Regions from separate parts of the Sus scrofa genome. Here region 2 is linked to region 1. Evidence: chromatin contacts called from public Hi-C data. All regions are on one chromosome and are shown on one strand. Each heading gives the region's core, a stretch centred on a gene start, on an enhancer-like site or on the middle of the called end of the contact. The rest is flanking DNA. Distances are from core to core; before and after follow the strand shown. Region 1 has its middle 25 kb from the start of ID1. Region 2 holds the start of BCL2L1 (BCL2 like 1).

Evidence for each region. A called contact is a pair of places that touch in the nucleus more often than the background predicts.
Region 2: a Hi-C map of embryonic fibroblasts shows a contact between it and region 1, with 3 times the contacts expected there. The contact joins the promoter of BCL2L1 here to the enhancer-like site in region 1. A contact is called at or near these places in 7 of 47 Hi-C or Micro-C datasets (embryonic fibroblasts, epiblast stem cells, fetal liver and 4 more) and 2 of 2 datasets of contacts at active chromatin or transcription factors (alveolar macrophages and skeletal muscle).

The regions. Positions count from the first base shown.
Region 1 is chr17:35,288,438-35,295,332 of Sscrofa11.1, forward strand. No RefSeq gene overlaps it. Among named protein-coding and RNA genes, the nearest start is that of ID1, 25 kb to the right of the region's middle. Within about 2 kb of position 1,679, at least 28 of the 83 cell types and tissues checked have an H3K27ac peak or open chromatin away from gene starts, as enhancers often do. A contact at or near this core is called in embryonic fibroblasts, omental adipose tissue, retroperitoneal adipose tissue and 1 more, where this site is marked.
Region 2 is chr17:35,410,046-35,416,940 of Sscrofa11.1, forward strand. BCL2L1 (BCL2 like 1) reads right to left here and starts at 4,038. Exons shown (of 2, transcript NM_214285.1): 1 at 3,432-4,038. The coding sequence starts at 3,995.

The DNA.
Region 1 (6,895 bases), core at 429-2,928:
GCTGCGCTTCTGGAAGGTTCTCACCCAGTATCTTGCAGTGGGTTTGCTGACCCTCTCACCACCTGGAGGCTTCCTCTAAGCCCCTTCCTGAGGACTGTGGACTGTGGCAGCCTGCGCGGAGGCCCTGACTCTGGCCCCCTCCTGAGCTTCTCGGTGTCCACTTGGCTCCTGGCCTTTATGCCAGCTCAGCACCCTGGGGGTGCCCTCCGACCAGCAGAGGAGGCCCACGAGCCCCCTCCCCAGCCAGCCAGTTTTCCTCACCACATTCCTCCCAGTGCTTGGGTGCAGCGAGGGTGTTGGATAGGTATTGGACATGTCACCTATTGGGGGGAAGGTTTGGAAGGAGGAGGCCATGCTACCAAAAGGGACCGGTATCTATAAAGCCAGGGAAACAGGCAGGGCTACTGAGCCCCAGGGAAGAGTTTAGACTTTATTCCTAGGCTGGCAGGCCTCAGCTTCCCTGGTTCCCATAGCCACACAACTTCAGCTCAAGAGCACTCAGATTCTAGATCGCCCTGGATTCTAGATCAGGGTCCCACTGCTCCCACTCTACCCCATTCCTGAGCTTCTTCCTAGAATGGCTTCTGCAAGACCAGAGCATCCAGATTCGAGGAGCCACCTCCTGGGCCCCAGGAGAGGATTGGGTCCAGTGTTTCTGAGAGGCCATCCAAGCCGAGAGCTGGACATCACAGAGCCAGAGTTTCCCCAAGGTTCACTAAAGACAGCAGTCATGGCTTGTAGGGGAACCCCCAGTGAACCAGGCAAGGGGCGGCACAGCCCTCCTCCACCTGCTTGGTGTGGGGTCACTGGGTGGAGAAACTGAGGTGGGAGCTGGTGGCCACTGGACTGAGACTCAGGCCTTCAGCATTCAACCCAGAGCTCTCTCTGGCCCATGCTTCAGGTGTGAAGTCTGAAAGTGACAGTGGCTTGCAGACAGTTTGGAGATAGCTAAAGGACACGGAGGAGCAGAGGATGGGAAGTACACTGTCATCACCTCACTAGGTATTGAACTGTCACATGTACCAAGCACCTCAATACAGGATTTCACTTAATTCCCGTACTCTTAGGCTGTGGGTGCTAGCATTAGCCCCAGGGTACAGGTGAGAACATGGAGGCAGCTTACCCATAGACATGGGTTTGACCTTGAGCAATCCCGATTGAGTTCCAGAGTTGTAAGGACTTTGCAATTCTGCAGACCCCTGGGTCTGAGTCACCGCCGGGTATGCTGGGCACCTTTGGGCCAGCTAGCAACTTCTCTGGGCCTTGAATTGTATAGAAAGGAAAGGAAGGGTAGGAAATCTCAAAAACTTCTCCCAGCCAAGGGGGTCCCTTTCAGGGGCTTCTCGGATCTCTGCCGACAACTCCAGCTGCCTTCAGAGGGGAGGCCCCGTGGTCCTGGAACAAGGCCTCTCTGAGGGCAGCAGATGGGGCAGGCAGCCCAGGCACACAGCATGGTTGGTTCTGCGGCCCAGAGCCTACAAAGACCTTATTGAGTCACCGCCGACCCCCGGCAGAGGCTGAGGTGGCAGTGGCGCCGGGCGCCTGCCACCTAATGACCGTCCTGGCCCAGCCAGATGTTCCACAGACCTCGGCAGCAGCCGCCCAGGGCCCGCCCGGCCAGCCTGCACCGCAGAGGCCACTCTAATTCCAATTAACCAGCTTCAGCTGAGCAAACAGCGGGCAGCGGTGGCCCAGCCCGGGCGGTAGGCCCGGCCCGCAGAGCCTCCGAGTCTAGACTCCAGATGTGAACTGCCACAGCCAGAGTCCCATGGAAAAATGGCACTGGGCCTGGCATGGATTGGGCCTGCACGCCAGAGAGGCGGGGGTGGGTGGTTGGGCAGGGCCCTCAGTGGGCCTGGTGCCAGCTTCGCCCCAGAGTGCGAGTGGCTTTTTGGGAAACTGCTCCAAAACCCCCAAGCTCTGCCCCTGCTGTGTTAGGCGTCCTTCTCTGTGTTCTCAGTCTCCCTTGACTACAGAAGATGGGAGGGGAAGGGGGACAGCCATTCCACTATTTCATTTGTATGTGATGTGTCTAGCATTATGCTATGTATTTTAAAAATATGTAATCGTGGAGTTCCTGTCGTGGCGCAGTGGTTAACGAATCCGACTAGGAACCATGAGGTTGCGGGTTCGATCCCTGCCCTTGCTCAGTGGGTTAACGATCCGGCGTTGCCGTGAGCTGTGGTGTAGGCTGCAGACGCGGCTCAGATCCCGCATTGCTGTGGCTCTGGCGTAGGCCGGTGACTACGGCTCCGATTAGACCCTTAGCCTGGGAACCTCCATATGCCGCCAGAGCGGCCCAAGAAATGGCAAAAAGACAAAAAAAAAAAAAAAAAGTAATTGTTATACCAACCTTGTGAGGTAGGTATTATCCTTTTTACAGATAAAGGAAATTGAAATAGAGATATTGGGGTGGGGGCGCAGCGGCGGCGTTGAACCAGGGGTCCCTGGCTTCCAGGACCATGGTGTTTACCACAGGTGCTGTTTGACATAAAGCAGGATAATAAATGCCGGGTTCCCTGTCTTGGAGCAGCATTAAAGAGGGACAGCAGGAGTTCCCGTCGTGGCGCAGTGGTTAACGAATCTAAGAACCATGAGGTTGCGGGTTCGGTCCCTGCCCTTGCTCAGTGGGTTAACGATCCGGCGTTGCCGTGAGCTGTGGTGTAGGTTGCAGATGCGGCTCGGATCCAGAGTTGCTGCGGCTTCTGGCTTGGGCCGGTGGCTGCAGCTCCAATTCAACCCCTAGCCTGGGAACCTCCATATGCCGCAGGAACCGCCCAAGAAATAGCAAAAAAAAAGAGGGACAGCATCTAACAGCAGGGTTGGCCGCCACAATGTGACAGGCAGGCCTGCTCCCTCTGTCCTGTTTCCTCAGCTATGAAATGAATAAGACCCTCCCACCCTAGGGTGGCTGCAGCTTTTGGGGGGACAGCCTTGAGATGCCCTTTCTGGGCTTCAGCACCAGGTAGGAAGTGGGCACCGGTCAGGCGGATGGGCACAGCAGGGAACACAGGTCAAGCGCGAGTTCTTCAGCTGACTTGCGATCATCAGGAAGTCACACTTGAAATGGGTTTATAAATGGCTATAATTCAATTCAATGATAGACCAGGCTGGAGAGATGCCTCGGGCTCCCACAATCCTGTCCAGGATCCTTGAGGGGTAGGACAAGAGCCTGTGAGGTCCAGGTCGGAGTTCAGCCGTCCTTGCACAAATAGGAAAACCGAAACCCCCGACACCCCCCCAAAAAAAATAAGGGCAAGACTTGCCTTGCTGGGGTCTCCTAAGGAGTAGAGACCAGGGACAAGGTCTGTGGCGCCCCGCCCACCCTGCTCTCCCACGGCCAGGCTTCCCTCCTCCACGTTCCAAGCAGGGTCGTGGGAGGCAGAGGACGGGGAGGAGGCAGCATCCTGCCCGGGTGCGTCAGGAAGGGCCGAGCGGGAAGGAAGGCACCACCCCCACCCCCGCCGCGGCCACACCTGGGCTCTCCAGGCGGGCAGGGGGGCCCGGGCCGGCGCCTGGCTCCAACGAGTCTGGGCCGCCTCCCCGCGCCGCCCCGTGGGGGCCGCCAGATGGGCCGGCCGCCCGCCCAGCAACACAGGCAGGAAAAGGCCGCCAGAGCTGCCAGGAAGGCGGGCGCGAGCGGCGGGGGCGGGGGCCCGCCTGGACACGCCCCTGAGGGGTGGGGCCAGGCGCAGGGACAGCCTAGACCTTGTGAGCCTTTGAATCCCGGCTCTGCTACCTACGAGGGGGCTTCCTTTGAACGATTCGCTTCCCTTGTCTGTGCCCCAGTTTCCCCACCTAAAATGGAGCTGCGTATCCCGGTTCTTTTATCACTGTGTGACCTCAGGGCAGTTTCTTCCCCTTCTGTTCCTTGGTTTTCCTACCCAGAAGTGGGGCAACAGCGGCAGGCCACCTCTGCCGAGATATAAACTCTGAGAGGGCTCAGCCTTTGCTCTCCTCCCCACCGTTGTAACCTAGCACCTAGCCCAGTGACCTAAAGAGTGACACTAGTATTTGTTAAATGACTTGTCTAGACAATCCTAGAGGCCTAACACATAGCGTTTTAGAAATGGACACACTCAAGTTGTGTGTGTTGTTGGTACTGCTTACCAATTGCGTGGCTTATAGGCAAGCAGTTTCTCTCTGAGCCCGTTTCCCATCTACCTCATGGACGGCAATGAGGATGAAGTGGAATAATCCATGGAAAGCACATACAGCAAGTCCTCAATAGAGGCCTTTTTTTTTTTTTTTTTTTTTGGCGGCACCCATGGCATGAGGCAATTCCCAGGCCAGGAGTCCGACCTGCATCGCAGGAATGACAATGCAGGATCCTTAACCCATCGAGGCAGCAGAGAATGTAAATAGATAATATTTTCAGAAAAGTCTACAAGATGTGAAAAAAATAGATACTATTGGGGTAAATTTGAGGGCAAGAGAGATACAAAGGATCTAAGTGGCTTGGGAGGAAATTTTTTCTGTATATGTAATCTTTTGCATATTTTGTATTTTTAAAATTTTGGGTTTTTCATAAGTAAATGCAATTGAAAATAAAAATAGGAGTTTCCACTATGGCAAAGGGATTGGCGGCATCTCTGCAGCACCAGGACTCAGGCTCCATCCCCGCCCGGCACAGTGTGTTAACCTGCCCAGAGTCGCAAAGAGCTAGAAAATGGCAAAGATGAGATTTGAACCCAAATTTGTTGAACTCTAAATTAAAAGCAAAGAGGAGTGAGGAAAGGAAGCTCACTTACCCTTCATTACTATTTCCAGGAGGGGATGCCAGTCTGAGTAGAGGGAAGAGACTAATAGAGCAGAAAAGAGTGAGAGAGCTACAGCTCCGCAGGTTAAGAACCTGACTAGTATCTATGAGGATGTGGGTCCGATCCCTGGCCTCGCTCAGTAGGTGTTGCCATGAGCTGTGGTGTAGGCCGCAGACTCAGCTCCGATCCCCCGTTGCTGTGGCTGTGGCTTTGGCTTAGATCGGTGGCTGCAGCTCCTATTCCTGGGAACTTCCAGATCCTGCAGGTGTGGGCCCCGCAAAAAATATATATATAAAGAAACGAAACCTTCATGGAAAAATCACAGCAGTTCCCATTGTCAAACACTGAGTGTGTGCCAAGCACCATCCCAAGTGTCTGCATCCTCCATGTGGTGAGTCTCCATCTTACGGATGAGGAAATAAAGGCACAGAGAAGGGAGCTGCCCCCCACCCCCGGCACTGAAGAGCCCTCCCAGTTCTAAGCTCACATGAGGCCACCACCACCTGGGCATTTTTCATGCCATTAAATACTCATTTATAAAAACCTTTTATTATCCAAAAGTTGCACCCATAGCTTGTAGAAAATTAGAATTATGTGTTTCAAAACACATAAATAAAACAGCATCTTCCTGCCACCCGGAGAGGACTGCTGTTACCAGCTTGACACAGATTTCAGATTTTTTTTCTATCATGTACATATTTTTTAACACAAACTCTTTTGACTCTAGGTTGTTTCCACAGTTAACAATCTTCCTCTTCTCAGGAGTTCCTGTTGCAGCTCAGCGGTAACCAACCCAACGAGGATCCATGAGGATGTGGGTTCAATCCCTGGCCCCGCGAGGCAAGTTAAGGGATCCAGCATTGCTGTCAGCTGTGGTGGAGGCCGGCGGCTACAGCTCTGATTCGACCCCTGGCCTGGGAACCTCCATATGCCGCAGGTGTGGCCCTAAAAAGACAAACAGCAACAACAACAATCTTTCCCCTCCTCATTTCGGGAGATGCCCAGACACCATCCAACCTCTTTGTCATTTTAAGGCAGACCGGGTGAGGCTAACAGGCCATCTGCATGTGAAGGCAGAACCCCGGGGGGGCCGAGGAGGCCCGCTGGGGTCTGCAATGGGCCCTTCCCCCACCTCCTGCACCCTGCCCTCGAAGCTGTGGAGGGCCCCACTCCTTGCCCTCTGGGGACCAGCCCGGGGATGGCTGGGAGATGGAGGTGACCGAGGGGACCCACAGAAGGCTGAGCTCCTCGGCGCTGTGTTCAGGGCCTCTCCCCAGGCCTCTGCCTCTAGGCAGGCACACCCCCACCCCTTGCTGCCAAGAGCTGGGGGCCCACCTGCTCTCGGGCTACCCCAGGGTCCTCCCCTGGAGTGGGGAGGGGAGGTGGAGGCACATGAGACACACGCGTCACAGGTGATGGGGGAAGGAGAAAAAACCCCCGGCCGAGGCTGGAAAACCAGCTGCCAAGGTGTGCAGTTGGGGGGAGGGGCCAAGCCCCTTTCTGCTTGAGAGACTCTCTGTGCAACTATGCGTGCATGTGTGTGTGTGAGAGAGAGAGAGAGAGAGGAGTGTGTGTTCTTGCGAAAATCTGAGTTTGGGGTTTGTAGAAGCACGTGGGTAAGTGTGAGGGTGTGGAAACTTACGTGGGACAGTGTTTTGTTTGTATTTCTACTTGGTGATTTCGACCTTGTGTTTATGCATCTGGATCCCTCTTGGCGTGTTTGAGAGTTTGCTTGTGAGAATGCTTGTGAGCCAGCGCCTGCACTGGTGTGTGTGTGACAGAGCAGAGCAAGAGAGAGGGAGAGCCTGTGACTGGGGGCGGGTTTGCCGGGGGGGAGGGATTTTGGAAAGGCTTCACTGGTGAAAGTGAGCTGTTCCACCTGCCTCTGCCCACCTGTGTGCGTTGGGGGGTGTGTCTGTCCCATGTCTCCCGCTGTGGTCTGTGCCCCCTCCGCCCCTCACACCTTGACTCCAAAGCCTCAGCTTCCTCAACTGTAATTTGGGGACACCCAAACACTGGTTGCTGTTGTGATTTTTTCTTTCTTTCTTTCTTAAACCTTATTTTATTGGGAGTTCCCACTGCGGCTCAGCAGTAACGAACCCAATTAGTATCCATGAGGATGCAGTTTCCATCCC
Region 2 (6,895 bases), core at 2,788-5,287, 120 kb after region 1:
CCGTTCACTGCTCTCAACAATGGTGTTTCCATCAAGCTAAGGAGCTTCTGGGGGACAGCAATCCCAAAAGGACCTGGCCCACCTCAGTCCTCATCGCATAACAGTCCACATTCCCACTGGAAAGCTCCAGAAACACTCTGTCCCGAGCATTGTGAGTATCTCAGGGGCTGGCTTTGTTTCTTGAGAAACTCTGGGGGCAAAGTTCAGTTTTCTGAGGCAGGTAGCCCATTCATTAAAAGAGGTGCTTCCACCCTACAATTAAGGCCCAGCAAGAGTCTTTGTTCTAGATCCTTTACTAGAGTCAAGCTATGGCAGGTGGCTATCATTATTTCATTTTACAGGTGAGAGAAATGGTTGGACAAGACAGACAAACAGGTTCAGCATCTTGCCAGGTGACTCCAGGTAGGCGGTGGCGTGGCTAGAAGTGTGGAATTCCAGCCCTTGGAGCCTCACCCACAACTAAGTAGACACACTTGGAGCAGGCCGTCTTCCCCTCTCATGCACAATTCTCATCTACTGGTAGGGCCTGAGAAGGCTTGAACAACTGAAAAATTAACAGGAAGCCCACTCTCACCGGGCAAAACCCTGATACCTACCTGAGTTTTACCAGTGCCAGAATCTACAGAGGCTACACATACTTTTGGCAACCTGCTACTGCCAACGAAGGTGCTGAACCGGGCCAGCATCACAGACTCATATGAGCACCTCCCACAGGCACATTCTGCTTGGCCTAATACATCTCTGGCTCACATTATTACCCCTGATATGGATGGAAAGAGTTTAAGCTTTAGGGTCAGGCCCCACCTAGTTATAAATTCTCACTCAGTCACTTAACTGGCTGAGGAACACCTGGGACAGTCACTTAGCTTCACATGCAAACTGGGAATAAACCCACCTACCTTAGACGGGTTATTGTACGGAACATATGAAGCAGCATGTCATTTCCATGAGGGAAAGTACCATGTCTGGCTTATGGCCAGCACCTAGCACATGCCTGCCTCACAGTACCTGCTCAGTTAACTTTGGTTGCATAAGTAGAAGACCAAACACAATGCCTCGTGAATAAGACGTACTCCATAAAGGCTCACTTCCTTCTCCTTTCCTGTAGGGATGCCTAATTTAGAGCGTTCCCAGGGTGCGATGGCCCCTAACTCCTACACTCGTGGATCCCCCAGCCACAGCCTGCAGGAAGGTGATGAGATGCTACTGCATAGCCAGTCTATAGCTCAAAACAGGATGGTACCTGAGAGAGAAGTGGTACCTTCTGCCCAAAGGATCCCCCGTCAAATGTTCTTTACCTCCTGGCCTGAGGGAGAAGGCGTGCCTGCAGAGAAATGTTCTGACACAACTAGCTTTTTGGCACACATCCCCTCCGTTCACCAAGAGGAAGTAACATATGGTATATTGTCCAACAGACTCTGATAATTCTTGAGCAAAGAGACAGAAGATCTAACAAACCTGCCTGGTGCTGCTGTGTCTAAAATCTCTTTCCACGTGCAACAGTGGGGGACTAGCAATTCTCTCATCCAGGTAGCCCTTTTAGAGGCTGGCTGGCAGGCCAGGAACCTCTCCCACACTGCCTTTTGTTAATAGCTGGCAACGACCCACCTGGTACTAGGACCACTGGCCAAAGACAACAGTCAGGCAGAGTGGGCAAATGGCCCAAGTCTCTACGTGGAGATGCCTCAGAGGGTGTGTCTAACACTGGAATCCTGTCCCTCCTGTAATAAGCTGAACAAATATTTGCCCCCAAAGAGAATCAAAGCAGGAGGGAATAAAAGAGGTCATGGCACAAACCAACAGGAACTATTTAATCATTTATCCCCCCAGAGGGTTCATTTACCAAAAGGCTTCTAGTCCAGTGGGCCTTAGCCAGAGAAAGCCCTCCACCTTTACCCTTCCCAACCCCACCCCAGTCATCTGACCTCTACGGACTTGACCCCTTTGCCTTTTACAAGAACTGGCAGCAGGAAGAGTCGATGAAATTGCAAAGAAATGGGAAATAAGACCGGGGGTGGGGTTCCAGGAGCTCCCTTGCTCAGTGGTAAACTGAAGTGCCTGCCACGCCCTAGGCCCTAGGCCCAGCCTCTGGGTAACTGCATTCTTAACATTCCTGAGTCCGTGGTGCGCGGCCCTTTCCACCTCTGCTCCTCCAATAGATGACTTATTTTCCACTCGATTTCCTGGGTTTTCTGAGGGGACAGAATACCTCACATAAGCCCTCCACCTCCCTAGGCAGGGAGATAAGGAAGGAGCTAGGACTGAGTTCATTGTAGAAGAGCAAAAATTGCCTCCAATGAATCTCTCCCCACTGGCTCACCCTGACTTAGTGATGGGCAAGGGAAGTCTCCTCCCTGGGAAAGGAATGAGGCATGACTATTTCTGGGCCCAGATGGAGAACCTGGGACCAAGAACAACTACTACAGCAAACTGGCTGGTGTCCGTCACTGTGCTCACCTTCGCTCCAGGATTTACGAGACCTGCAGGGCAAGGAGGGCTGGTCACATTTTTTTAAGAGGAAGAAACTGAGGCTCAAGGTAAACTGGCCTGTCCAAGGTCACATGGCTAATTAAGCGACAGGGCTGGGACTCACGCCTGTGTCAGTTTTGTTTCCGAAGTCTGTCACTGAATCTCAATGTCCCACAGAGCCCCACGGACCAGGTTCTTGCCTTGCGGGCAAGAGATCCCAGAGCCCTGGCCCGAAAGCAACAGGCAGCTGGAGCTTCCCAACCGACCCCAGGCAGTGAGGTGCAAAGTCCCTGGGCTTAATGCATGACACTGCAAAGAGCTCCACAAACAGTCCAATCATACCCAAAGTTGCACACTTCAGAGCCAATGAACATAGGGGTGTGGCACAAACACAACTGGCCCACTGGCACAGCTTACACCCTAAAAGTAGACAATCCTCAGCCATCTAAGCCAGTGGGAACTCCCTGCCTGGTCATGCCAACTCTGAAACACAGGGGACTCCATCTGGGGGAGGGAAGCCCAGGACAGGATTGACATCCCAGGGGGAGTAAGACTGAAGGGACTGGTGGGTCACTGATACCGTCTCCTGCAGGTGTTACCCTTAGCGAGGGGAGCCATTACGTCAGGGTCAGGGAAACACCGGACTAACCCGCCACCCGCAAAGGTTTGGGGCCCAATGAACACACAGGCTATGTTTTCCTCTGCAGAGAAATTGGACACAAGTCTGAAAGGGTAGGGTCATGGGGATGACCAGAACGAAGCTGTCTGGTCCTTGCAGAACTAGGTCATCTGTATTTCAGGACAGTTAGCGTCTTGTGCTGCAGTGAGGCCAGTCACATCTCCTTAACAAACAACATCTCCAATAATCACACAGCGCGACAGAAAGAGGTACAGAGGAAAGGCTGTTGGGGATCTGACCTGAGACCAAGGAACAGGGACACCACAAGGGGCGTGGTCCTTACCCAGCCGCCGTTCTCCTGGATCCAAGGCTCTAGGTGGTCATTCAGGTAAGTGGCCATCCAAGTTGCGATCCGACTCACCAATACCTGCATCTCCTTGTCTACGCTCTCCACGCACAGTGCCCCACCGAAGGAGAAAAAGGCCACAATGCGACCCCAGTTCACCCCATCCCGGAAGAGTTCGTTCACTACCTGCTCAAAGCTCTGATACGCTGTCCCTGGGGTGATGTGGAGCTGGGACGTCAGGTCACTGAATGCCCTCCGGTACCTCAGTTCAAACTCATCGCCCGCCTCCCTCAGCGCTTGCTTCACTGCAGCCATGGGGATCACCTCCCGGGCATCCAAGCTGCTGCTGTGGCCAGTGGCTCCATTCACCGCGGGGCTGTCCGCCAGGTGCCAGGATGGGTTGCCATTGATGGCACTAGGGGTTTCCGCTTCTGATTCAGTCCCTTCTGGGGCCTCAGTTCTGTTCTCTTCCACATCAGTAAACTGACTCCAGCTGTATCCTTTCTGGGAAAGCTTGTAGGAGAGAAAGTCAACCACCAGCTCCCGGTTGCTCTGAGACATTTTTATAATAGGGATGGGCTCCACCAGTCCATTGTCCAAAACACCTGCTCACTCACTGAGTCTGGTCTCTGCTTAGTGGTTCTCTTCTGAGATCCAAAGCCAAGATAAGGTTCTGAAGGGAGAGAAAGAGCTTCAGAAAAAAAAAAAAAAAAAAATTAACATGCATGCCATTTACCCTGCAACATCCATTCCCCCTCCAGGTACCAGAATGGGGTCTTTTGTGGCTCTTAGGAAGGTCTGGGTCTGGCTTCCAAGGGACTTCAATAAAGTCAAATTGAAAGCACCAGTGGGCTCTGAATCATCACACCGGCCTTTAAGCCTCAGCCACCCCCTTTTCTCCGAAATGTCTTCCTCGGAAAGTCACCCCCATGGGCAGTCTGTCCCCCACCCCCCACCCCCGCACCACCTACATTCAAATCCGTCTCAGGCGACCGGCAGGCAGGTGCAGCCCCCGGAAGATCTTTTGTATCAGAGGTCGGGAGAGGAGGTGGCAGCCGGGATGCCGGTAACTCAGCCGGCCTCGCGGCGGCTGGCAAAAAAAGCAGCTCCGGCTGGAGGGATCATGCGACCCGGCAGACTGAGAGCCCAGAAGGCGATACAGGAATTACGAAGCTCAGGAACCGGCCCCCTCGCCTGCTTCCTCCTCCATCGCCCAGATCGAGGGCGGCCGCTTCAGCAGCCGCGGCCCGGGAGCCCAGCCCCCTTGCTCTTGCACGCCCCTTGGCTCTCCGCCTCCTACTGGGAGCCAGGAGAACTCTCCCGGAGGTGGCTGGTGTGAGATTTAGTTTTTGTTTTTCTTCTATTTAAGTACCAGCCCAGGGTGAGGTTTACTGAAACCCTAAAGGGACTTCTCAATGGGGCTCAAGGTTTCGATGAGGGACGGAGGGAGGGGGAAACTGCCTCGTATCTGCGGTCTGACTTCGGAAAGGCCATCCCCGGGCCTTTCAGGGAGGCGGAAAGCCGGGGACCCCCCAGAAACGCTGCTGGCTTTCTCTGAATTCCCCAAAGGCCCTGGTCGTGGCGGTGGGGGGCTGCCGGGTCCTCCATTCCCCGCACGGACACAATGGCCGCCGGCGCCCGGCACAAAGACTGGGCGAGGGTGAGGCGCCGGGCCTCTCCTCGGGTCAGGGAGAATGGGCGAGGCCTCCTCGAGGCCCCCCCACAGCTGAAACCACGTTCTCCTGTGGACAGGCCCAGGGTGGCTTCCTCGCGCCCTGGCGAGGGTTTAGAGGCAGGGGTCTGCACCTCTCCCGAGCCCAGGGTGGGTGGGCTGCGGACTCGCGGCTCCCTCCGCGCGCTAGGCCGGGTACCCGCCCGGCCACCGCCCCGTTGCTAGGCAACCGCTCTCCCTCTGGGGCGCCCCCTAGACCTTTCTGGGAGGAGGGGTCTCGCCCCCGGCGGCCCGCCCCAGCGCGGCCAATCAGCGAGCCCAGGTGGCACGGAAGCAGGACGGCGAGGGCTCCCATTGGGCGCAGCGCCTGCCACGCACAGGGGAGGCGGCGCTCTCACCTGCGAGCCCCGCGAGCCATGGGGGGCCACATCCCCCATTCATCGGCCAGGTAGTTTCCAGACGCGACCGCTCTTCGCGGCAGAGTTCTGCGCCGCGGACCTGGGCCGGCCTACCTGGCTGGTGGCTCGCGCTGTCTCTTCCGAACGAGCCGGCCTCAGTTTCCCCTGAAGAGACCGGGGGAACTTGCAACCTCAGTCACTTCCGGTGCCGCGGCAGCGCGCGCGAGCCCGAGACGCAAGGGGAGTGCGCGCCTTTAAGTACTGGCGTCAAGACCTTGGCGAGAGCGCCCCCTTGCGGTAGAGCTGGGGAATCCGGAGACAAAAAAGGATAAACGTTTACATTCACGTTTCCATTCATTCATTCATTTAGCCAGTTTCATCCACTGGTTAGTTTATATGTCGAAAAAGCATCGCGTCGTGGCAAGAATCTTGTGTCTGGGATTCCAACCTTGCTAACTGGGAAAGTTACTCAACCGCTGTGTCTCGATTATCCTTAACCGTACGTAATGTGAGTAAAAACCAATCTCCCTCATTGAGTTACTGTGATTGATTTGAGTTGTTCTTTGTGAAGTCTATGGTACATGCTGCATAATTTCATTTAGCAAATGTTTATTGTTTGGGTTGCTGAAAATGGAGTTAGGAACAAGACACGGCCCATGTTTTCATAGAGGCTTAAACCCTTGAGATGGAGAGAGTAAACAACTAAGAAAACAAACAAGGTAATTTCAGATAGTGACTAGTGCTCTGAACAAAGCAAATCAGGGTATTGTCGTAAAGAGGGTGAAGAAAGAGGTGCTCCTTTAGAGTGGGTGGTCAGGGATGTAAGCCTCGCCCTCCCTGCCCAGTGAGGAAGAGGGACATTTTTTTCTTTTTTTTTTTTTTTAGAGCCGCACCTGCAGCATATGGAAGTTCCCTGGCTAGGGGTCGAATCAGAGCTGCAGCTGCTGGCCTACGCCACAGCCACAGCAATGCTGGATCCTTATCCCCCTGAGTGAGACCAGGGATCCAACTCCCATTCCCACAGATACTAGTCAGGTTCTTAAGCCACTCAGCCACAGTGGGAACTCCAAGAGAGTCATTTTTTTCAAGTGTTCTTTCAATTGTTTGTGTAGGGTGCCAGGGATGGCCTCTTCAAAGGGATAACTTAGAACCGAAGATCTGAAGTGTAAGGAAATGCCACCCGTCGGAAGAGTTTAGAGAACATCAGCCTAGGCAGAGGATATAGCTTGCGCAAAGTGTCCTGAGGCAGGAAGATCTTGGGATGTTTTAGAAGCTGAAGGAGAAGCAGTGTGACCAAAGGAGGGCAAATGTGTTATGAGAGGTCATTGGTTGGAAAGTTGACCATGGAAGTGAATTAATCAATTAATTTTGTGGTAATTTAATTGATTAAA